Regions from separate parts of the Mus musculus genome. Here all the other regions are linked to region 1. The links are chromatin contacts, called in public Hi-C, HiChIP or PLAC-seq and promoter capture Hi-C maps. All regions are on one chromosome and are shown on one strand. Each heading gives the region's core, a stretch centred on a gene start, on an enhancer-like site or on the middle of the called end of the contact. The rest is flanking DNA. Distances are from core to core; before and after follow the strand shown. Region 1 holds the start of Zfp64 (zinc finger protein 64). Region 2 has its middle 18 kb from the start of Bcas1. Region 3 holds the start of Bcas1os2 (breast carcinoma amplified sequence 1, opposite strand 2). Region 4 has its middle 50 kb from the start of Gm34542. Region 5 has its middle 24 kb from the start of Zfp217. Region 6 holds the start of Zfp217 (zinc finger protein 217). Region 7 has its middle 27 kb from the start of Zfp217.

What was found. Promoter capture Hi-C pulls out the DNA fragments that hold promoters and counts their contacts. Hi-C and Micro-C count contacts between places; a contact is called where the count stands out from the background. HiChIP or PLAC-seq counts read pairs in DNA pulled down with a chosen protein or histone mark.
Region 2: a FOXA1 HiChIP or PLAC-seq map of pancreatic cancer cells shows a contact between it and region 1. The contact joins the enhancer-like site here to the promoter of Zfp64 in region 1. A contact is called at or near these places in 1 of 39 promoter capture datasets (hippocampal neurons), 1 of 15 datasets of contacts at CTCF or cohesin (large pre-B cells) and 5 of 115 datasets of contacts at active chromatin or transcription factors (acute myeloid leukemia, astrocytes, large pre-B cells and 2 more).
Region 3: an H3K4me3 HiChIP or PLAC-seq map of pro-B cells shows a contact between it and region 1, with 9 times the contacts expected there. The contact joins the promoter of Bcas1os2 here to the promoter of Zfp64 in region 1. A contact is called at or near these places in 8 of 39 promoter capture datasets (the 3T3-L1 cell line, 3T3-L1-derived adipocytes, the C10 cell line and 3 more), 2 of 15 datasets of contacts at CTCF or cohesin (large pre-B cells and pro-B cells), 4 of 484 Hi-C or Micro-C datasets (the G1E-ER4 cell line, the MNK3 cell line, the N1E-115 cell line and 1 more), 9 of 115 datasets of contacts at active chromatin or transcription factors (T-cell acute lymphoblastic leukemia, astrocytes, embryonic forebrain and 6 more) and 3 of 9 other capture datasets (adipose tissue, macrophages and pancreatic islet).
Region 4: a contact with region 1 is called in a promoter capture Hi-C map of liver, with 3 times the contacts expected there. The contact joins the enhancer-like site here to the promoter of Zfp64 in region 1. A contact is called at or near these places in 5 of 39 promoter capture datasets (the 3T3-L1 cell line, 3T3-L1-derived adipocytes, hippocampal neurons and 1 more), 1 of 484 Hi-C or Micro-C datasets (B cells) and 15 of 115 datasets of contacts at active chromatin or transcription factors (the 230-238 cell line, T-cell acute lymphoblastic leukemia, acute myeloid leukemia and 8 more).
Region 5: a Hi-C map of B cells shows a contact between it and region 1, with 6 read pairs. The contact joins the enhancer-like site here to the promoter of Zfp64 in region 1. A contact is called at or near these places in 11 of 39 promoter capture datasets (the 3T3-L1 cell line, 3T3-L1-derived adipocytes, the C10 cell line and 6 more), 2 of 484 Hi-C or Micro-C datasets (B cells and the G1E-ER4 cell line) and 14 of 115 datasets of contacts at active chromatin or transcription factors (the 230-238 cell line, the NIH/3T3 cell line, craniofacial prominence and 6 more).
Region 6: a contact with region 1 is called in an HNF4G HiChIP or PLAC-seq map of pancreatic cancer cells. The contact joins the promoter of Zfp217 here to the promoter of Zfp64 in region 1. A contact is called at or near these places in 9 of 39 promoter capture datasets (the 3T3-L1 cell line, 3T3-L1-derived adipocytes, the C10 cell line and 5 more), 3 of 484 Hi-C or Micro-C datasets (B cells, the G1E-ER4 cell line and embryonic stem cells), 12 of 115 datasets of contacts at active chromatin or transcription factors (the 230-238 cell line, the NIH/3T3 cell line, acute myeloid leukemia and 7 more) and 2 of 9 other capture datasets (adipose tissue and embryonic stem cells).
Region 7: an H3K4me3 HiChIP or PLAC-seq map of the SCID.adh cell line shows a contact between it and region 1, with 17 times the contacts expected there. The contact joins the enhancer-like site here to the promoter of Zfp64 in region 1. A contact is called at or near these places in 15 of 39 promoter capture datasets (the 3T3-L1 cell line, 3T3-L1-derived adipocytes, the C10 cell line and 10 more), 2 of 15 datasets of contacts at CTCF or cohesin (large pre-B cells and pro-B cells), 5 of 484 Hi-C or Micro-C datasets (the G1E-ER4 cell line and cortical neurons), 17 of 115 datasets of contacts at active chromatin or transcription factors (the NIH/3T3 cell line, the SCID.adh cell line, SST interneurons and 14 more) and 2 of 9 other capture datasets (adipose tissue and liver).

What each region holds. Positions count from the first base shown.
Region 1 is chr2:168,954,176-168,957,159 of GRCm38.p6, forward strand. Zfp64 (zinc finger protein 64) reads right to left here and starts at 1,412. Exons shown (of 6, transcript NM_009564.2): 1 at 944-1,412. The coding sequence starts at 989. It overlaps Gm39993 (a long non-coding RNA gene), which reads left to right and starts at 1,908. Exons shown (of 2, transcript XR_867023.3): 1 at 1,908-2,471.
Region 2 is chr2:170,444,700-170,447,683 of GRCm38.p6, forward strand. No RefSeq gene overlaps it. Among named protein-coding and RNA genes, the nearest start is that of Bcas1, 18 kb to the left of the region's middle. Within about 2 kb of position 1,377, at least 30 of the 459 cell types and tissues checked have an H3K27ac peak or open chromatin away from gene starts, as enhancers often do. A contact at or near this core is called in pancreatic cancer cells, where this site is marked.
Region 3 is chr2:170,354,927-170,357,910 of GRCm38.p6, forward strand. Bcas1os2 (breast carcinoma amplified sequence 1, opposite strand 2) reads left to right here and starts at 1,435. Exons shown (of 8, transcript NR_040610.1): 1 at 1,435-1,472; 2 at 1,872-1,993. It overlaps Bcas1 (breast carcinoma amplified sequence 1), which reads right to left. Exons shown (of 13, transcript NM_029815.2): 11 at 1,322-1,387.
Region 4 is chr2:170,267,374-170,270,357 of GRCm38.p6, forward strand. No RefSeq gene overlaps it. Among named protein-coding and RNA genes, the nearest start is that of Gm34542, 50 kb to the right of the region's middle. Within about 2 kb of position 1,613, at least 71 of the 459 cell types and tissues checked have an H3K27ac peak or open chromatin away from gene starts, as enhancers often do. A contact at or near this core is called in liver, where this site is marked.
Region 5 is chr2:170,153,687-170,156,670 of GRCm38.p6, forward strand. No RefSeq gene overlaps it. Among named protein-coding and RNA genes, the nearest start is that of Zfp217, 24 kb to the left of the region's middle. Within about 2 kb of position 1,540, at least 201 of the 459 cell types and tissues checked have an H3K27ac peak or open chromatin away from gene starts, as enhancers often do. A contact at or near this core is called in the 230-238 cell line, 3T3-L1-derived adipocytes, B cells and 7 more, where this site is marked.
Region 6 is chr2:170,129,713-170,132,696 of GRCm38.p6, forward strand. Zfp217 (zinc finger protein 217) reads right to left here and starts at 1,508. Exons shown (of 6, transcript NM_001033299.3): 1 at 1,336-1,508.
Region 7 is chr2:170,103,222-170,106,205 of GRCm38.p6, forward strand. No RefSeq gene overlaps it. Among named protein-coding and RNA genes, the nearest start is that of Zfp217, 27 kb to the right of the region's middle. Within about 2 kb of position 1,425, at least 10 of the 459 cell types and tissues checked have an H3K27ac peak or open chromatin away from gene starts, as enhancers often do. A contact at or near this core is called in the SCID.adh cell line and embryonic stem cells, where this site is marked.

The sequences.
Region 1 (2,984 bases), core at 162-2,661:
ACCCTGTCGAATAACCAAAAAACAAAACCAAACAACAACAACAACAACAAAACAAAGACAGATCTCTCCTTAGGATCCTTATAGATAAATTCTCTGATGTGGGGACTGATTTCCCATTCCAGAGTAAGTCATCTGGTGGGGTCGTCCCTCTTTAAAACACAACCCGAAGTCCACAGCACTGGAAGACACTGAGACACATGGGGTGGGTGGGGACTGGGTTTAGAGTTCAGAGGACACTCAGGCAAGTTTGGGGAGCCAATGGCTATAATATCTGCAGTTAGCAAAGTGACTCAGGTGTTTGCGAACCTTGTCCACAGCTTTTCAAACATCTGAGGCTCCAGGCACAAGGAAAGACCTGGGATTCCGGCCCCACCCTCCCTCGGAGACCTGCAGGGGATGGACCAAGCAGCCTGTTTTGAACACATGCGCTCCAGGTGGCCGGTCCACGGTTCAGTCCGTGGCCCGTACTTTGGGGAACAAAGGCACATGGAGATAGCAATAGCTTATAGGATGTCAGGAAAATAGCAGAACCTCAAACTCACTGCAAGTCACCCCCAGCCAGGTCTTTCACACCCATATCATCCCCTACCCTGAGTGCCAGGATGGCTCTGCAAACCTGTCCGCGAGCCCCTCAGGGATGCTCCAACCTGAGCCACTGAAGCAGAAGTTTCCCTACCAGTTGGCCTGGATCACCCCACTTTCTCCTCTCCTCTGCGCCCCAAACTCCACCCGGCGGGGCAGGGGAGGTGGTGACAGTCTCCTCGCCGCGTGGCCTCCCCTGGTCTTGCCTCCCCTGGGGTACTGCAAGAGTTCCAGGCGGCTCCCGACCTGACACGCCGACTGGGCTGGCGGGGACAGGCATGCAAGGTGCGCCGTCACCCCGATCCCGGGGCCTGCTGGCTCTGTCCGGGCCAGGCCCCAGCTGCGTCTGTTCAGTACTTACTTTGCATCGATCCAGAAAAGGTGTCTCCTTCCACGCTCGCGTTCATGGCCCCAGACCTTGGGGCGCCGCTCCCGGAGCCCCACGGCTCGCTCTACATTATGCAAAGACTTTTCTCCTGCATATTTCCCGCACCAGCCAGTCTTCTCCCAACTCTGTGAGGCGGGGACGGATGTACAACCAGCGCCACTTCCGCTGCCTAGAGGGCGCTGGCCCCTTGCACCCAGCCCGACTCCCAGGCGGTGCTCTCCCGAGGAACCGGGAAAGGTCGTGGAGTCTAAGACCCGAGTACACCGATCCCTCCACCCTATCCCAGGCATGCCAGGGACTCTGTGGTCGCCTTGCGCCTTTGCATCTTGCCCTCCTGGAGACGCTCATTCCTTCGCAGATGCCAGGAGGATGCGCTGCCGGCCTGGGAGAGTGGAGCCCCAAATCCCGGGGTGCTCCCCTAGGGCAGATCCGGCAGCGTAACACCGGGGCGGGGCCTTTGCCCTGCTGCTGGGTTGAGCCGGTGAGATGGCTCAGCAGGGGTAGGGCACACGTCACCAAGCCTGGTTTCCTGCCAGCCAGCTCACATGGTGGAAACAGACTCAAGCATCTGCATGTACAATATAAGTAACTTAAAAAAAAAAAAAAAAGAGATTAGTGTGTAGTAGATGGGAGAATTCATTGGGGCTCTGCTCCACGGGGGCTTCAGTATTTCACGCAGCATGGAGGGTTTGTTAGAATTGCTTGGGGATGGTGAACTGGAAAGAAGGCATAGTGGCTAAGAGTCTGTGCTGCTCTTGCAACGAATCCCAGCGCCCACATTAGGTGACTCACAACTATTTGCAACTCTTCCCCGAGAATCCTGCACTGAAGAACTGACCTTAGCTCTAACCTTGAGCTTACCCAGAAGGTTCCACAGCCCCTTTTTATTTCCTGTTATGATCTAAGCCACAAAGTCACTCCAAGGGTCAGACTCTGAGAGGTTTATTGGGGAGGGGCTTAGAGTGGCTGCCTCTGGGAAGGGTGGAGGTGAGCAAGGGCGTTGATCAAAAAGAGGCGGGAAGAAAGTCCGCCTTTTAGGGACTATAGCACATGCGCAGGGGAGGAATGTGGCTCAACTTGGCTCCTACTGATGACGTAATTGCCGTCTCAGGGTCCCTGGGTAGGTTGTGGAAGATGTCTAGTAACTACCATCCCTCCCTTTCGTTCAATATAAAAGAGGAGGAACTAAGAAGGGGTGATGTTGAGGCCGGAGAGCAATTTGGACTATTTCCTGTTGTCCGGGGTTGTCGCATGTTCGGGCATTGCTGATCCTCACCATCAGGGCACACTCCGTAACCATGAGACTCAGGCTTTGTGGCTAGCAGCCCGTAGTCCCGTAACAGTAAATTAGTTGTTTGATTAGAGAGTTTTTTGAGTTTGTTGTTGAAGAAATGCCAGAGGAGAAGAAATTGATAAAAGAGGGTTCGATGACAGCCAGGAGGGGCAAGATTTGAACTGCCCTTTCATCATGTCTGGCAGCTATTGCGTGCAACAGGAATTGGTAAGAGCTCTTCTCCGTGTGTCACCCCCAACTTGGGGAAGAGAAATATTAGCATGCAAACTCCTGACCAACTAGGGTGGTAGGCCAGAGTGCCACAAAGAATCGAGGGGATATGAACGGGCAGGCACTGGGGCTGAGATGAGGTAGCAAGGTTACGGTTTTGTTGCAGTCTAGGGAACGTGTCCCAGGTGCCATAAGACAGTTTGTCACACCAAAGAGGATGATATGAAAAAAGGGAGTCAGAGTGACCCCAGGCTCAGTGAATTTGGTGAATGGGGAGGGAGGGTTATTTGACAGGGTCACAGGAGAAGCTATAAGAGGCAGTTGTGAGCTAGTCCCAGGAGGCCGTCTCCACAGCCAGCCATCTCCAAAGCTGCCACATTGGGTGACATTAAGGAGTCAGTAGGCTGAGGCCAGATCTGAAGCAGGAGACAGGTTTGTATTATTTAGGAGAGGGCACATCAAAGATGTCAAACACACCTTGGAGGAGTGTTTAATTACCTCCTTCACCTA
Region 2 (2,984 bases), core at 127-2,626, 1.5 Mb after region 1:
TTCTCTTCATTTTTGAGAATTCCATTCCTGTCCACATGGAATATGATCACGTTTACCCCCTTTCTCCAGAACTCCCCGGGCCTCTTCTCCAGCATGCTCCACTCTCAACTTCCTGCCATTTTTTTTTCCTTTTCTATAAACACAGCAGGTCCAGTTAGGACTTCCCATTTGTGTTCGGGAAGCCAACCAGCAGCCACATGTTCAAAAACTAAAGATGCTCCCTCCCTTTCTAATGGCTTCTCAGTAAAGGATGGGTGTCTTGTAGGTCACCTACCCGCGCTGTGCTGGGATTCTGGCCAGCTTGGTTTTGTGCTGGCAACCACAGCTGTTGGCGGTTCACATGTGTGATAGCCATGTTGTGTCTGGACAACCTCATTTCCCAGTGCCCCTCTTCATTCTCCAGCTTTGATACCTCACCCCCACCCCGGTCTTGAACCTTGATAATGCTGGAGTTGATCAGCATGTCCTCTGTGGAGTGGAACACTCGTCACTTTAGAAGTTATGAACATCTGCACTGACTCTTGTCCAACCAACGTTGAGAACATCCCGGGGCCATGGGTATAGACATAAATATTTAGAGGGCATTTTGGCAGCATGCCCTTTAGTGAATAGCTTTTGCAGGTTCTGCCTAGGCTTATGACCTCCCGAGCCATGGGCTTTGGGTCAGGATTACAGTACAGTTGAGGACCCTCCTGTGGAGCAGACCTCAAATCCAATCAGCAAGTGGTTAGATACCCTGTAACAGTTGTGCTACTCTTCTGCCAGTGGTCACGGCTTTATGTCAGGACAGGAATGCAGCTGCGTGGTCTAGCACTGGGTAAGGTCACAGGTGGCTTTTCTCCTCCAGCAACTTGCACTAGGCAAGCGGGCCAGCATCGAGGAAGTCACCCAGTTGGTTTGCCATTGATTTCTCTGTGTCAAGGACAGTATGCGGACCCCTTTCCTCATCCCCAAGCAGGCTTGGAGCCACAAACCCGAGGCTGAATTCTAGTTCTGTGGCTCACTGGCTGACTGAGGGGTCATGTATCATTTAAGCCCCATTGACGGCAGACTTCTTACCTATAGAAAGACCATCATAACCAGACTGAGGTTATCCTGAAGGGAGGCCAAGTTTGGCAGAGCCAGACCCATAGTAGGTGCTTTATTAGTATCTGCAGGTCCTTGCCTCCTGTACTTCTTACACCTCATATGATCCAGCATGACACACTTTCAACACCCCTCCTCTAGGCTTCCAAGAAAGGTTTTTTTGGCAAGCAGAACCTGAGGGTGCTTGGCTCTGCCAGCTTTCCACAATGACACACTTATGACTGCCCACTTCCTGGGAACCATGTGTTTGTCTTGTCTGAGCTACACTGTACAAACTTTCTAGAGGGCCTGGCCCGTGGAAACAGCTGTTCGGGTACATGTATATAGAAAGGGGTTTTGCAAATAAGAGCACACCCTCACGGCCAAGTTTGTTTCCGGAAGGGTGGCTTCTAATATCTGGCACCTACCCCTTAAAGGAATGCATCTCAGAGGCTGGTTCACTCCACCCACTCCGTCTCTCCTACAACTCAAAACCACGAGTTAGCCAAGAGATCCGTGGAACCACCCACAGTGAGAGTCCAAACGAAATGGGTGACAGGTTCCACTATGCAGGTGATTCAAAGCAAGGGCTATCACCAGAGAGACTCATTACAAGGTGTGTGTTTGTGTGTGTGTGTGTGTGTGTGTGTGTGTGTGTGTTACCAGAAAGACTCATTACAAGGTGTGTATATAGCAGGACAGAATAGCCTGGGAACCCCTGGGTAGCAGCAATGTCCCCGGAGAAAGGGTAGATTGGTGCTGGTTGCTTTAAGAACAGTGACTTTGCTCTTGAAACCTGGTCTCACACAGTAGCACAGGCTGGACTGCCTCTCATGATGTACTCTGGGTTTGACTTGATATCTCCCACATTCTGAAATCATAGGCGTGAGCTACTGTGCTCAGCATAAGAACAGCAACTTTTTGTTGAAGAATGATTCAACCGGAGGCCCCTCTTTGACTCCCCTAGTATCTTGCCTGGCATCTACCTCACCCAAAGCCACTAAGGAGCTCAAGGGTGCAGAACCTCATTACCAAGTATGGATATGGTTCATCTACCACAGAAGATAGGAGCTGGGAGAAGGTGGAAAGACAAACCAGCCGGACAAACAGAGAAACTAGAACAAGAGAGCAGAGGCCAGTGAGCTGCCTGCATTAGATGGCCCCAGAGGTGCTAGTCTTGCTACCAGCCCTATGGACAACTACCCTGGCCTAGTGAGCAGCTCCAGCTATCAGCCAGAGCTGAGCTGCTCTGTAATCCAAGAAAGAAGTGGCTTGTGAGAGAATTACTCACCGAAGTTACATAGATCTTGTTACTCATGTTTGTGGTAGAGCTACGGGGCACATATTTCTTAATGAGCTCTGTGATAAGCAAACCTTTTGTTTGGGTACAGTGGCCCATAAAATGCCAAGGCTATCCTGGCAGCTGGCTGCACCTGGAGTTGGCGAGTCCGAGGTCTGGGCTTCTTTGTTCTCCTCCTCTGAGTGGTGTGTGTGTGTGTGTGTGTGTGTGTGTGTGTGTGTGTGTGTGTGTGTGAGTGTGTGTACTAGGATAGGCTGTTTGTTCCAGTTGTGTTTACACCTGAAGTGCTTGCCAGCAGCCACTGAAAGAAATACCAAACAGCCCAATACACTACAAGGTTGAAATGAAGTCGATACATCAATTAATTTCCCTGAAGGCAGGGACAAAGAGATTAACAAGGGCCAACTATTAAAACATAATTGGTGTTGTTCTTATATCAGGCAGGGGATGGCAGGGCAGATGGCAGCTCTCTCCTCACTCTAGCTTGATGCCCAGCTTACTGCAAAGCTGTTTTGTGCCCAGGACTCATACAAATCCAATCCAATCCAAACAACCCAGACAGCGCAGCCCAGGAGGAGGAAGACAGACAGAGACCACCATGCCACCACAGACCTGCCCT
Region 3 (2,984 bases), core at 185-2,684, 1.4 Mb after region 1:
ACCCCCTGAAAACGAATTCCTTTTGTGGTTATGTTTGCAACAAAGTAACAATTCACGTTAAATGAGGTCCTACAGATGGAGCTGATTTCATAGGCTTAGCGTCATTCTAGGAAGAGACACCAGGGGGCACTCTTCTTCCCTCGTTCCTCCTCTTTCCTCCCGTTTCCCCTGCAAGGTGGAAGGCAGCCATTTGCATGCAAGGGAGAGAACCTCGCCAATACTTTGCTTGTAGCCTTTCCAGCCAACAGAAACGTGTGAGAGAAATTCCTGTGGTTTGAGTCACTCACTGTATGGCGTTTCGCTCTGGCAGCCTACCCTGACATTAAATTGTTTATTGAGCCTCCACACCAGGAGTGTTCCTAGTGCTTGCCCAGTACTGATTCATCTAGGCAGGACGCTTGCTCTATGGAGTCTGCGTCCCCTACATCCTCCTAGGTAAGGGAACTGAGGGACTGGGAGATTGGCAATCTTTCCAAACAACTATAGCAAAAAAATCCATAAAAACAAGCAAACAGAAAAACCCTTTAAGCCAGGATCAGACCCAGTCCCTTTGAGTCTAAAACACAGGCTTTTAAGCACTTCTTTGTATTATTAAAGTTAACAAAAGAGCTCTGATATTTTTTATGGAAGTATCTATTTAAATTAAAAGAGTGCTGTATTATAAAATAGGGGGTTAGTAATGATGTTGAACAGCTAATTTTCCTCCCTCTGCCTCCTAAGTGCTGGGATTGCAGGCGTGTGCTACCATGCCTGGTTCTATGCAGTGCCAGGATGGAGCCCAGGGCTTCCCATGTGTGAGGCAAACCCTGTACGAAGAGGGCTGCGGGCCACCACCCAGCCCATGGTCTCATTTTTAAAGGAAGGCACCTGCACAGATGTCAAGCGTTCTGTTTGTCAATAGTAAAGAAAGCAAGGAGATGAGCATTGTTGATCTAATAAGTCTCTGTGCCAGACACCACAGAAGATGAGAGAAACCTAGAAGCACCTGCTTGCTCTACAATGTTCCAGACATGGGTGGGAAGGATCAGGAGAGACATGAGAATTGTTACAGCACCAAGAAGGGAGCAAACTCTATGACAGGGATGACCGCGGGGCACAGGAGCTCTTTGAGGAGGTGACATTTCTGCTAACACTGGAAGTCTGGGAAGAAACTTTCTACATGGAGAGAGAAGCGCTGAGGACTCGCCCCATACCATGTCTGTAGAGCCCAATACTGCTGGGTATACAGTGGGTGCTTAACCAGGCAATGTTTCACAAGTGGATATGAACTTCCAGGTCGCGAGGCTGAACCTGCCCGCAGGCTGAGTTCACGGTCACTTACTTGGCAGCTGGAGTCTTTCACGTTACTTTCTTCCGAGCGGGGGATCCCTTCGCTCGATCTCACTGACTACAACAACAAACAGACAGTATCCTTTCAGTAACCACAGCAACGGTGCACAGGTGCACGCACGACGACGATGACAATGACGACGGTGAACCCCCCTCATTTATCCTTGATATTTAGGATACAGACAGGAATGGAAAGGGGTCACTCGGAGAGCTGGGGCTGTGTCATCAGAGTCTGCTGAATTCAAGTATTAGCGTCCCGAAGGAACAACAATCAATCAAACAAATAAATGAAATAAAAATTATATATGAGCTAAATAGACATTTGCTCCTGTCTCCCCAGGAAAACACTTGTAAACCCAGCATTTAGGGGCGGGGGCAGTAGGACTATGAGATAGCCTAGGCTAAATGAGATCCTCTTTCAGAAGAAGGAGGGGAAGAAAGTAATGTTGGAAGGAAAAGGAGGTTAGAGATATGAGTGAATGAATGAATAAATGAATGAACTTGCCTGCTAACTTTTTTTTTTTTTTTTTTGCTACTTTTAGGCAGTGGAGGAGAGTTGAGTTAATGAGCACCCATCCTCCATCCTTTAGCGCCCCCTAGAGCCAGTGGCTTCCTCAACAGGGCGGTACCTAGTCAAATCTGCATCTTTGATTCCTTCAACCAGGTGAGCTAAGCAACCGGTTCCAAAGGTGTGGCCACAGGCCCAGAGGCACCAGACTCACCAGGGGACTCGTTAGAGAGATGTAAGTTCTTCACATCTGCTTAGATCCAGATCCACAGAATCAGAAACTCTGGGCCTGGGGCTCAGCCACCCGTGTTTAACAAGCTCCTCAGGGGGCTCTGAGCTGTGCTCTAACTGGCCACAAACTGTGCTGGTGCGCTCAAACTCCCACGTGACGTGAGGATGCGCGCTCATTGGTTAGTATCATCTCCTCCCAGCTGCTCAGGAAGCGGGGACTCCCAACTGCACCGCTATCAACTGGGATGTTCTCTTAGCAGACAGCACACACTCACAGAGCACAGCACAGCTCAGAACACTTCATCCTGATAACATGAGAGGCGGGTCGGGAGCTGGCCGGGTGGCTAAAGCACCTTCCATGCAAGCGGCAGGTGTGAAGACAGAGCCCAGACCCCAAGAGGCTGGGTGGGCATGGCGGCCATTTGTGATTCCAGTGCACTGGAGGAAGGTGGAAACAGGATTCCTGGCTAACATAGGCTAGTTGTATCTGAGAGCCCCTGGTTCAACCAAGAGACCACACCCTTAACACGTAAGGAAGACTCTCAACATCAGCCTCAGGTGCACATGTGCACAGGTACAGGCAAACATATATAAGCACACATACCAGACACGCACGACAAAGAAAACCTTACAGGAGCTCAAATGCATTCTGAGGGATTAGTGTTAGATGCTGCTCTTCAGTCTGAGAGATGACGCTCAAAGTGTCAGAGGAAAGGATCAGGAGGTGGGGCCTTACTGAAGGAAGTATGTCAGTGGGATGGGCTTTGAGGTTTCAAAAGCACAAGCCAATCCGTTTGTCTGTCTCTGTCTGTTTCTCTCTGTCTCTGTCTCTCTCACCCCCTCTCCCTTCCTGTGTCCTGTGGTTATGTATGGGGGCTCAGCTGCCTCTCCAGCACCATGCCTGTCTGTGTACCAC
Region 4 (2,984 bases), core at 363-2,862, 1.3 Mb after region 1:
CAGTTGTAAGCGAAGGGCGGAAAAGCAGTCCAGAAACAAATGACCTAATCCGGTGTCAGAGGCAGCGGCTTAATGACTCCTGTCTGAAGAGAGACTTCCAGGACGGGTTCCTTCCTAAGTGAGCAGGAGAAAATTGGCCTTTTTGATGTAAGGCAGTTGAGGGAAAATTTCTGCTTTTGCCTCTAGGAGTAAATGTGCTTTGATTCTGATTAGATTTGTAATTTATTAAGCTTCTCCTTGCTGTTTGCACTTAGAGATACCAAGTTTGTTCTTTCTACTTGTAGAGACAGGCTTTTTTTGGGGGGGGGGCAGGGAGGTGACATTAGTTATTGTCATTGCCCCTTAGGAGGTTTTTAGTTTTAGTTGTTTTACTTCTGAACCTTGTTGCAGGGGCTGGGAGTCAGCTGTTAGAATGCTCACCTAGCAGGCGGAGGCCCTGAGCTCAGTCAACAGAACCTTGTAGGAGTAGTGGGCTCCACTGTCCTGCCAGCGTTTGGGAGGCAGAAGCAGGAGGATCAGAAGTTCAAGTCCACCCCCAGCTTTCTAGTAAGTCCAAGGCCAGCCAGGGCTACAGGAGACCCTGTCTCAAAACAAAACAACAACACACAAAAAAAAAAATTGCGACAGGGAACACATACACTGTAGAAGTTGTAAAAACGTCTCCCAGGATGCTATCTTCTCACCAGAAGCTTTTGTGTGCATTCTGGAAAATTCCAGTGTTTATGAAGTTGGAGGCTCCACGCTGATATTTATCAGGATTTAAATTTGAATCATGCATAGCACAGGAAAAAAAAGAATGGGGGCAGGGTCTTGATTTTTATTATGTGTTTGGAGAGGCGCTTCAGTGTTTACAGTCTGGGAACAGGATCCCAGCGGAATCCTTTCTGTTGTCAGGGAGGGGCCAACATTCCCGTGTCCACCCACTCACCCAGAGGCAGCCTGGTTTTGGAGTGGAAATAACACTCTTATACCTAATAGGACCCGGGAGATCTGCCCCGACTGCCTGCCGGTTTCTACAGTTGGAAATTACAAAAGCCAGCAGCCGATATCAACCTTCTGCCTGCTGACTTGCCAGAGAATCTCCCATCTCTTTCTCTTGGGCTACAAGGACTTCCTTCCTTCTGGACAAAATACTGGCATAGCCTAGGAGGTTGCAAGTTGGTTGCTGAGTCCATTGGGGTTTTGTTTACTGGTTTTGTTCTGAGTAGAGAACAGATCTTACATTTGGAGACTTTTGGAGACACGTGTGTCAAGAGGGGAGATAGATTAGAGTGTGTGCACTGGGGTGGAGCCGGTGGGTAGAATCACAGCGCTTCTCCCAGTGTGTTTTCAGATCACATATATTGACCACACATAGTGAGCAGGATTGGTTATTGCAAGCTTTGACCTTTATAAGCACGGGCCTGGGAATAATAACTCAAATGGTTCTTCAAGGTTCCCCGAGAACTCTGACCACACCCCATTTTTAAAGCTTAACATACAAGTGACTGGAACAGATTTCTCCCGATTCCCATAGATAATGTCTCCCAAAATACTTCATCTAAGTGAGTCACCGCTCACAGACTGACCAGGAAGCCAATGGCTACTCTTTTATTTTTGAGTCACTAGGGAAAAGCTGGAAACAAGGAAATTCAGCAGGGGCTGGGGAGACGGCTCAGTTGGCAAACTGCTTGATGCACAGATATAAAGCCCTGAGTTTGATTCCTGAGAATGCATGTACAATGCCAGGCATGGTGACCTACGTCTATAATCCCAGAGCTGAGGTACCAGAGGCAAGGAGGATCCCAAGGGCTTGCTGTACCAGCTATCCAGCCTGCTTAGGAGCTTTGGGCTGGGCAGTGGTGGCACACGCCTTTAATCCCAGCACTTGGGAGGCAGAGGCAGGTGGATCTCCGAGAGATGGAGGCCAGCCTGGGCTATGCAGTGATTTCCAGGACAGTCGGGACTACACGGAAAGACTTTGTCTAAAAACAAAAAGAACCAACCAACTAACCAACCAACCAATAAACAATCAGTCCTTTTCCCCAAACCATAACAAGGTGTGTGACTCAGTCATTAAAAGCCTTTAGCTGCTCTTGTAGGGGACCCGAGTTTGGTTCCCAGCACAAATGTGAGGAAACCACATGTTACTCCACCTCCCGGAGGTCTGGCTGTCATGAGTGCCTACATATGTGTGGACACAACCACTCATAAGCACAGACTGGTAATTAAGAAAATAATAAAAAGAAAAAAATTTAAAAGTGATTTGAGACAGGGTTCCTCTGTGTATGTAGCTGTGGCTGTCCTAGAACTCACTTTGCAGACCAGGCTGGCCTTGAACTCATGTACAGATCCACCTGCTTCTTAACTGCTGGGTCTAAAAGGAGTTCACCACCGCACTCAGCTATACATCTTAAAACAAAACAAACAAAAATCCAAGGTGGATAGTTTTTGATGTCCTCTGACTTCTGAACACTTATGTACACACACATGTGCGTGGGCACACATATGTGTATGAACCCACAGGACCATTGTTCATACTCATACACACAATATCTAAGCAAAAAACAACAAGAAAGCAAATGTTCTTTGACCTTCTTTTGTGCGGAGTAGAAAAGGAAAACAGACTGGGGACTGGAGCTAAGTGCTTCGGCTCCCATAAAACCACAAATCTGGGAATTAAGAAAACAGAGGAATATTTTCTCAGTGGTAGGAACAGTCTTGATTCTTAGCAGTCGGTTTGCCTGCTCTGTATCAAGGCTCGGTGTGTGGGGTGTGGTGTCAGCACATGTGATCTTTGCCATGACCAGGGTTCTCGGTGAAAAAACGTTCCAAGGATTTATTTTATTGGATTTGAACCCACTAAAATACAGCCTTTGAGCCCTGCACAAAATCTCACTGTTCCAATACCAAATGAACCCAGAGTTCATTGTCAAGCTTGCTGGAAGGTAGGGGGCCCGTGGCACCTGTAAGTGACAGGCTATTCTAATAAACAGCTCTCAGAT
Region 5 (2,984 bases), core at 290-2,789, 1.2 Mb after region 1:
GTGGTTGTGCAATTTTCTCAGTAAGATGACCCGAGGCCAGCGGCATGGTTGCTGCTTCCACGGAGACCGTTTTCGTGCATTTGGGTTCTCTATAGTCAGCACTTAGGCCTGCGACCCGGTGTCGTCTTAGGCGACATATTTTGAGAACATGTGGTGAAAATTGGGATTTTTTTTTTTTCCTTCTTCCTCCTCCCCTCCCCACCCTTCTTCTTCTGCCTAAAAAAACAAGATAAGCCTGTATGCAAATAGATTCCGGGTAACCTCAGATACGCTCTCGATTTTAACTTTATTTACAGAATTTAGAATTACAGAGTCTTCCTGGGACCCGACTAATTTCTATTTGCATACCTACAACATTACCAATATTCTCCACGTCTGAATCACTGGGTTTATCGCGCCGACGCTACTTTTAACCACACTAGCAGGGACAATGGGCGTCGTCTGTGTCAGCTTTTGGACTGTTTATGTAGGATTGTTTATATGGAGAGACAAAAGGGGCAGGATTTTTCCTAATTTTTTTTTTTTTTACATTTTTTAAGATTAATCTTTCTGGATTAGCAAAGAAAGTAATGGGTCTCCTTGATGCGTTTTCCACAACTTTGTACCTTGATACTGCCTTCTCATTGGTTAAGGGATATTTAAGGAAGTTTTAAAATTGAAATGAGCGCTGGAGGGGGGGGGGGATGTGACTCAGCCACATGGTACTCAGCTTCGTTCGCCACAAAACTAAAGTTATTAAATTAAAATAAATAAATAAATAGGTACCATGTCCCAATGATTTCAAGGTAACATTTGAACTAGTTTTATTTATGTAGTTCATACGCTACAGAAACATACAGAATGCCATTCTAGTGACTACAGCTACTCTCCTTTTGAGGTTAAAGACACCAGTTTCTTGAAGAGAAGGTCGACTTTTAAATGTTGACTAGTTTAAGATGCTCAAACACCTCTCCCACCTACACTCCTGAAAACAACCCTAATTAAACTCATTGGGTAATGCGCAAGATAGAATGGCCATTTTAAAAATAAAAGGGGGATACTTGTTCGTGCCTTTAATCCCAGCACTTGGCAGGCAGAAACAGGCAGCCAGCCTGGTCTACAGAGTGAGTTCCACAACAGCCAGGGATACACACACACACACACACACACACACAAAGATAAAAAAAAAAAAAAAAAAAAAAGTAAAGGGGGGGGCATTTTGGAAGGTGGGGGAGGGGTGGAGTACCATATTCATCATATACATGTCCAAAAAGGCCATAATGCAACGCATTATTACGAACAATTCACCTATGCCAGCTGAAAAGACAGCTTAGTGAATAACTCTTAAGACTAGAAATCTAAATGAATACAATGGAAAAGCCAAACAGGAAACAGAAGCGAGGAGGACAACCTCGGGCGTTTGCCAGAGAGAACAGGAAGTGAGAAGCAGCGAGTGTGTGACAGTTTATTTTCTGCGAGCCTTGTTATCAGGTGAATGAACTCCCTCTGGAGGATGGAAACAGGCAGACCGGGATGCCTGGCCGCTTCAGCGGCTCCTGGATAGTTAGAAAGCTTCCCAAAGCCGGTTATTCTCCGACGCCAATCGCGGCGCTTTTCTGCAAGGAGACACTGACTGGTTCATGAAATCATCAAGATTTCGAAACCTGCTTGCACCATCTCTCTCTCTCTCTCTCTCTCTCTCTCTCTCTCTCTCTCTCTCTCTCTCTCTCTCTCTCTCTTTCTCTCTCTCCTACCTCTGCCTAAAGCAGTCTGTGGCCTAAACCCGGATAGGCTATCCCGATTTGCTGAGGTCTGGGGAGTTTGGGCAGAGTGGACATAGCTGAGGGTCTTGGGGTGTCCAAGACAGAAGCTCAGAACCTCCCCATACCCTGCTAGTCCATGTGGAGGGGGTTCTCTCTATCTCCCCCGGGGCCTGTGATTAACTAATTCTGGTGCAGTAACTATTTGGCCATAGCCCTGGCCGGCCTCCAGGTTTCATGTGGAACTGTAAATGGGCGTGGTCCCCAGATAGGCTGGCCCGTGTTCCTAGGAAGCCTTACATACAAGCCCCAGCCTTACAGAATTTGGCCAGAAATGGGTTACAAATGAGAGTGTGTTTGGCTAGGGAGTACTGATTTCTTGATCCTTTTCTCAGTTCTGAACTCAGGCTAGCTTAGTGACCAAAAGCCTGTCAACAAATGTTTGTGTCAGGAAGAAATGTGAGAGAGCTGGTTTTTTGCTTGAAACAGCTTCATCCTGACTCTTTTCTTAAACGAGGAGACTGTTTTTGGCTATATATATATAGCCAAATATATCTCCAAAATACACACACACATATAGTGGGTATATAAATAAAACAAATATATCAATATTTATAGATAAACACACACACACATATATATCCAAACACACACACGCATATATATATATATATATATATATATATATATATATATATATATATATCCAAAATACACACACACACATATAGTGGGTATATAAATTATATATTTGAGACAAGCTATCATGGAAGTCCAGGCTGCCAGCTATAATTTGCTTTGTAGCTGAGGCAGACTTTGAACTCCTAGCCTTCATGTCTTGAATTACAAGTTATTATCATTGAAGGAGTGGAGCCCAGTGTCTCATGTGCTGAGCAATCACCCTACCAATTCAGGTACTTCCCTAACATTATTTATTTATATATTTTGCTTTTTGAGACAGAGTACCTCTATGTAGTCCTGGCTGCCTAGAACTTGCTAGGTAGACTAGCAACTCACAGAGATCCTACTAGCCCTGCCTCTGGTGAGCTGGAATTAGAGATGTGTACCAACACACCCAGCCGTTAATATGCATTCTTTTTATTTTTAAGATTTATTTATTTTATGTATGTAAGTACATTGTAACCATACAGATGCTTGTGAGCTTTCATGTGGTTGTTGGAATTGAACTTTAGGTACCTCTGCTCGCTCCGGTTAATTCTGCTCACTCCGGCCCAAAGATTTATT
Region 6 (2,984 bases), core at 258-2,757, 1.2 Mb after region 1:
CAGTAAGGACACACCTTAAAAGTTCTCAGCACAGTAACTAAGCACCAACTAGTGGTCTGATAGATACACTCCCCAGACAGAAAGCAGTAAGGTTAGTTCTCTGCACTTGTCACTACAAAAAAAAAAAAAAAATTTTTTTTTTGAAACTAGACCTGTTACTAATCCTTCTCGAAACAAAAACTTAACATCTGATATCCAATTTGGTACCAAGGTGGTCGATTTACTCTGGGAAAAGTAGTCAAGAAGGCTGTGGACGTTTTTCTCTTACAAAGAGAGGTGAAAGGCCCCCTGAGGCCCCTACCTAGTTGCCAGGCATGGCCAGCAGCTGTGGCTACCCTGCCTCCTCTTTTGTTGGCCTTAATCTCATGTCAAGTTATTCAACCACCTCAAAAGGGATGAAGACATAATTGAATCAACCTGAACTAAATCAGACCTAGGCCTCTTAAAACATACAACTTAATGGCTCCAACCCATCCCAAACCAGGAAACTGGCCACGGGATCCTGGGGTACACATGGTGCCCTACAGCCCTGGACCCCAAGCTGGTGCCCCTTAATCAACGCATGCTCAGGAATGCCTGTTTCTCAGAGAAAGAAACTAAGGCTCACAGGACACAGCCCTTAAGGTTGGGAACGACCACCCCGAGCCCCCGACCCAAACAATAAAAAGTTTAAAAGTTTCTACTACTGTGTGAGTGCGGACCGGCCCCCACTGGGGGTCCCAGAAGTGGGCCCCCGGGACTTCGGCTCACTTCAGGAAGCAAACCTTTCGGGAAAAATCCCCGCCCGCTGTCCCCACCCCCACCCTCCCCGCCCAAGAATGCGCTTCCCGTGCGCCGAGGGTCTGAGGCGGGGGCGCCCTTCACTGCGCGCCCGCTCGCGTTGAGGCTAAACTGAGGCGCACGGGGCGGCGCCCTCGGATGTGCGGTGCCGCCTCCCGCCAACCCGCACGAACTTCCCACGGGAGTTTGCGGGACGTTCTAAGTTTGGGAGTGAAACCGAACACCTTCCTTGGTTGGCAGGACGCAGCTCCCGCAGGGGCCCGGACCCCCGACGGCCACGCCGCGCCGGGCAGGCCATTGTCTCGGCCGTCCCTCCCAGCCCCACGCGCGGCCGCAGCCGTGGGGACGCGGCCCCGGCGCCCCTTTACCTGCGGCCGTCCGGCTGCACCGCCCAGCCGCGGGGCTGAAGGAGCGGCAGAGGCGGCGCGGCCTTTGTGCGTCTGCCGCTAGCCCCGACGGCGCGGGGACCGGGACGGGGCCGCGCCATGCCCGCCTCCCACGGCCGCGGGCGCCGGGACCCCCACCCCCACAGAGGCTCCGGGGGGCCGGGCTCACCTCCGGCGCGGGGCGAGGGAGCGGCGCGGGCGCCCCCTACTCGTCCGCGCGGGGACAGTGCAGGCGCGGGGTCCCTGCGCGGGCGGGCGGGCGGCCGGCGTCCGGCGGGGGGACTGTTGGGGCAGAAAGTGCTCGCAGCAGCTGTTGCGCCCTCCCCCCCGGCCGCGCCGCCTGACGCCCCGCCCCCGGCCACGCCCCCTCTGTGACCGCGCGTGTGCGCAAGCGCGTCCCCGACCCGCCCACCGCTGCGGGCCACGCCCCCCTCGGACCCCCCGAGGCGCGAGCCCCGCGGAGCGGCGCGCGCACCCCACTCCCACCCCGTGGGCTCCCGCGCACGCGCGCCCCGCGCCGTGTCCCGCCATCCGGCCTAACGTGGCGCGCTCGCGCCCGGGCGGTTCCAGTGACAGGTATTCTGGGGATGGAGGGGGGGGCTGCAAACGCAGCACGCAGGCGCACAGCCAGTCCTCCCTCGCCGCCTCCCCCTCCCTTGCAAGGTGCGCCCCGGGAGGGGAGGGAAGAGGAGGGGAGGGGCCGGTTGCCCAACTCCCCGGTCGCCCAGAATCACGAACAACAACAATAATAATAATAAAAATTTAAAAATAAACCAACCTTGCCACTGGCTTCGGGAGCTCACAGGATAGCGGTGTTCTGAGGTGTTGTGAAGGTTAACACTTTCAGAGAGTCAATGTGAGGAAGGTCCGAGACCTAAAAAGAATAAATTTTCTCTTAAATTGTTATCTTCAAAAAGCCTTTTTATTTCTTCCTTAACACCCTGGGCTTGTGTTTCTATTATAGTTTCATATCTGAATTTGGACTTGGTACCTAATAAATCTTAGTTTGCAGAGAAATTCATTTGAGTGAAACTAGGCTTAAAAGTGTGCTCAAAAACAAAAACCACACACTTCTTTATGCCCATCTCACTTAAAGCGTTTCCCTTCTGTTTTGTTCCTGACTCGTATTAAAGATGAAAGAAGATAAGACAGGAAAAGGTTTGACTCCAAAGGCCTGGGACTGATGTCCCGTTTTAAGCAAGCCCCAGGGAGGAACTATGGCGGCCACAATCACATCCAATAATTTTTCTGCTCCAAAATGCAAATGAACTCAAATGTAAAATAGATTTATTGCTTAACACCGAACAGTCAACTTGTTTGTTTCTTTTTCAAGCTGGCCCTCGGTGTATCAAAAAGTGGGAAAACATCAAGAAAAGCATACATACCCATTTCCTAAATCAAAAAGAAGCGTGGGGGTTGGGGGGGAACGGGACAAAAAAGAACCGACCGGAACTGGTAAGCAACGCAGTCCTTAATAAATAGGAAGAAGAATTCAAGAAGACAGCTTAGCAAGGGGCAAGAACCTGCCTTGTAGAATGTTTTTGCTGTCATTTTACATAGAACTACCAACCCACATATGGTCTCGTTAGTCTTTTTTTTCAAAGGAAGTGAATCAATTACTTACTCACAATTAATTAGCATCGCTGGAAGTAGATCCTTAAGCCAGCCCTGATTCTCATCCAAGCCCAGAAGATATTGATCATTTTTAGTACTAGGGTTCCTTTTCTCACCACAGATTAATATCTTTCTCTAAAGTATTATATTTACCCTATAAATATCATAAACTATAATATTTATAAGGTTAAAGCCTTATAAATA
Region 7 (2,984 bases), core at 175-2,674, 1.1 Mb after region 1:
TTGTGTAATGCCTATGCGGGGAGTTTGAGGCCCAAAAGCTTCAAGTTTGTTGTGCTGAGCTGAACTCTTGAACATGGCAGTGGTCTGGCTCAGATGATAACCCTTTATACCACACAACTCCAAACCCAGAGAATGTGGTTCTGAGGATGGGACCTAGGGTTTGCCTGTTACCAGGCACTCGCCAACTAAGCTGTTTTTGGTTGTTGTTCGGTTTGCTTGGCATTTTGTGTGTGAGAATGGGAGTTGGTTTTGGGACAAACAGCAGTGTAGCACTGGCTGGCTTCAAAGATGCTCAGTAGCCAACCTTGACCTTGACCTTGACCTTGACCTCCTGATCCTCCCGAATCCTTCTACCACCTCACCAAGTGCCTTTGAAATGGAGAAGATTCAAACGCAAGAGTGACTAGACACGAGTTGAAGCTCTGCAAAGGTCACCACCACACACAAGCACACATGCACATACATGCACACACACATTCATTCACACACTCTCCCATACACTCACAAACACACACCACACAAGCTCGTACAGTCATCCAATCAGGAGAAAAGGCAGTGGAGGAAGGGTGAATGTAGATCCTTATTTTCCACTATCCAGACTTCAGTACTATTGGGGGATTTGAACCATTGACAGACTATTTGACTTGGTAGATTTTTTTTATTGAGAGCAATTTCATCAGGATGGCAAGGGCTGTGAAAAATACTACTCGCGGACAGGATTGGCTGCCAGAGCCACTGTGCATCCTCTCGAAAACCCAAAGCCACATCACTCTGGTCACACAGAACTCTCAGCACCAGGAAGGAGCAGCCACAGAGTGCCATGTGCCTGATGCCAGCGCCACCGTGTGGCAAAGGTTTGAAGCTTCCGTTCACTTGGACTGAAAGATTTTTGGCCCGTTCCTAAACTTACGAGATTGATACGTATTAGCAAAAATGTCAGACACATAGGGAAACTTAAAACACAACCCTGTATCACAGTTGTAAGATTTGAGTGTATTAATTTGGACAGAATAAGATAGCAACTGAGCCACAACCATCAGTCAAGGTGGAGGCCAATAAAGATTGTCCCCAGCTACATGATAGTCTAAGGCCACCCTGAGTTGCATTAAGACCCTGCCCCCCTCCCCAAAAAAAGAGATTAAAACAAATTTTAAATTGGGGTGGGGGGGGTGAATTGAGACAGGGTTTCTTTGTACAGCCCCGGCTGTACTGGAACTAGAGCTATAGACCTGGCTAGTCTTGAACTCAGAGATCCACCTGCCTCTGCCTTCTGGATGCTGGAATTAAAGGCTTAAGCCACCATACCTGGCAAACACACACACACACACACACACACACACACGTGCACACACCAAGCCCTACAGGATGGAGAGATGGCTCTGTGGTCATGAGCACTGGCTGTTCTTCCGGAGGAAGAGCTCAGCTTCTAGCACCCACTCGTGGTGGCTCACAACCATCTGTGACTCTAGTTCCAAGGGATCGCATGCTCTCTTCAGGCCTCAAGCACCACGCACACAGGTGCACATGCATACATACATACATACATACATACATACATACATACATACAAAGCCCTCATGCAGGCGGGCATCAACCCTTGGCTTGTGAGCTGCAGGGTACTCGGAACAGAACCCTGGGATCATCTTTTTAAGTGACAGACAGGAGGAGGCATGGTAGAGCAGAAGAGACAGGTTCAACTCTCACACTGCTGCATGGAGGACCAGAGGCTCCTCCTCTCAGGGTTAGAAAGTTTTCCCCTCCAGGACCATCTACTGGGGTTTTTATTGGTGGCTGGCTGGTCTGTTGTCTTTTTGAGACAGACCAGGCTTAAACTCCCGGTCCTTTTGCCTCCACCTCCCACACGCTGGGATTCTGGGGATGAGCCGCCACAGGACAACTTGCCCGCTTCCACTGCTAGGCAGAAGGTGGAGGCATCCTAACAGGTAGTGAGCAGACCGGAGTGAATGACGCTGTTGGAATGCCTGCTGTTGACATAGGCACGCCATCAAGGATGCCATCAAGGACGCCATCAAGGAGACAAAGCCTCCTTCGGTCTAATAACAATGTATGTTGGACATGCCCACCATAGCTCTCCCCTGCCAGGGCTTAACGCTCTAAGCAAGTACTCTGGCAACCTTCTCAGCCTGGTTTGTTCTTTTTCTAAATTAAACTGGGTTTCTGATGCCGCTGGGGGAAATAGCAAAACAAGATCTGCAGGCTCTTCCCTTAAAACTATTAAGTGTCACCACCAATGGCTCCAGCAGGAGCAAAGACCATTCCCTTGCCCCCGCACCCACAACTGACAACCAGGGCAAGTTTTCAAAGATGTGTATGTTTGAGCTAACTGCAGGATGACATTGTTCACCTTTATGATCTAGACAGCTGCTCTCTGCTCCGTTTGGAGTCCAGTCCATGGCTGTCCTCAGGAAGGATCCGATCCTAGGACAACCCAGTCCCTGCCTGCAAAGGACCTAGGTGCTGCCCCACCCACGTGGTGCCTGACCCAGCAGGTCTAGTGAAACCTGACAAGCCGAATTTCTAACAATTTTGCTATTCTGGGGCAACAACGACAAAGGTCAATGCAGATGGAGCACTGCATTATGTAGAGTGGGCTGAAGTCATGGTGCTAATTATCACACAGAACACCCCCTGTTCGGACCACTGGGAAAGTCAGACTAGACTGTGGACAGGCAAGAGCTGGAGAGCAGGGTAACTCAGTAAGGGGTGTGTGTGTGTGGGTGTGTGTGGGTGTGTGCACGTGCTCCACACCCTAAAAGATGAAAATAACAAGGAAAAAAATAAAAATAAAAACCCTCCCCCTCTCCCTGCTCAAAGTGAGTTCTAACCCTCTCCATTTCTCGTGGTGGAGAGAGCTCAACCCTTCAGAGTGCTTGCTGCTCTACGGAATACGCTCTGGCCTCTGTGGCACCCGCAGTCACATGCACATAATTAAGGACTTGAGAAACTTTGGCTCAGTGGTTAAA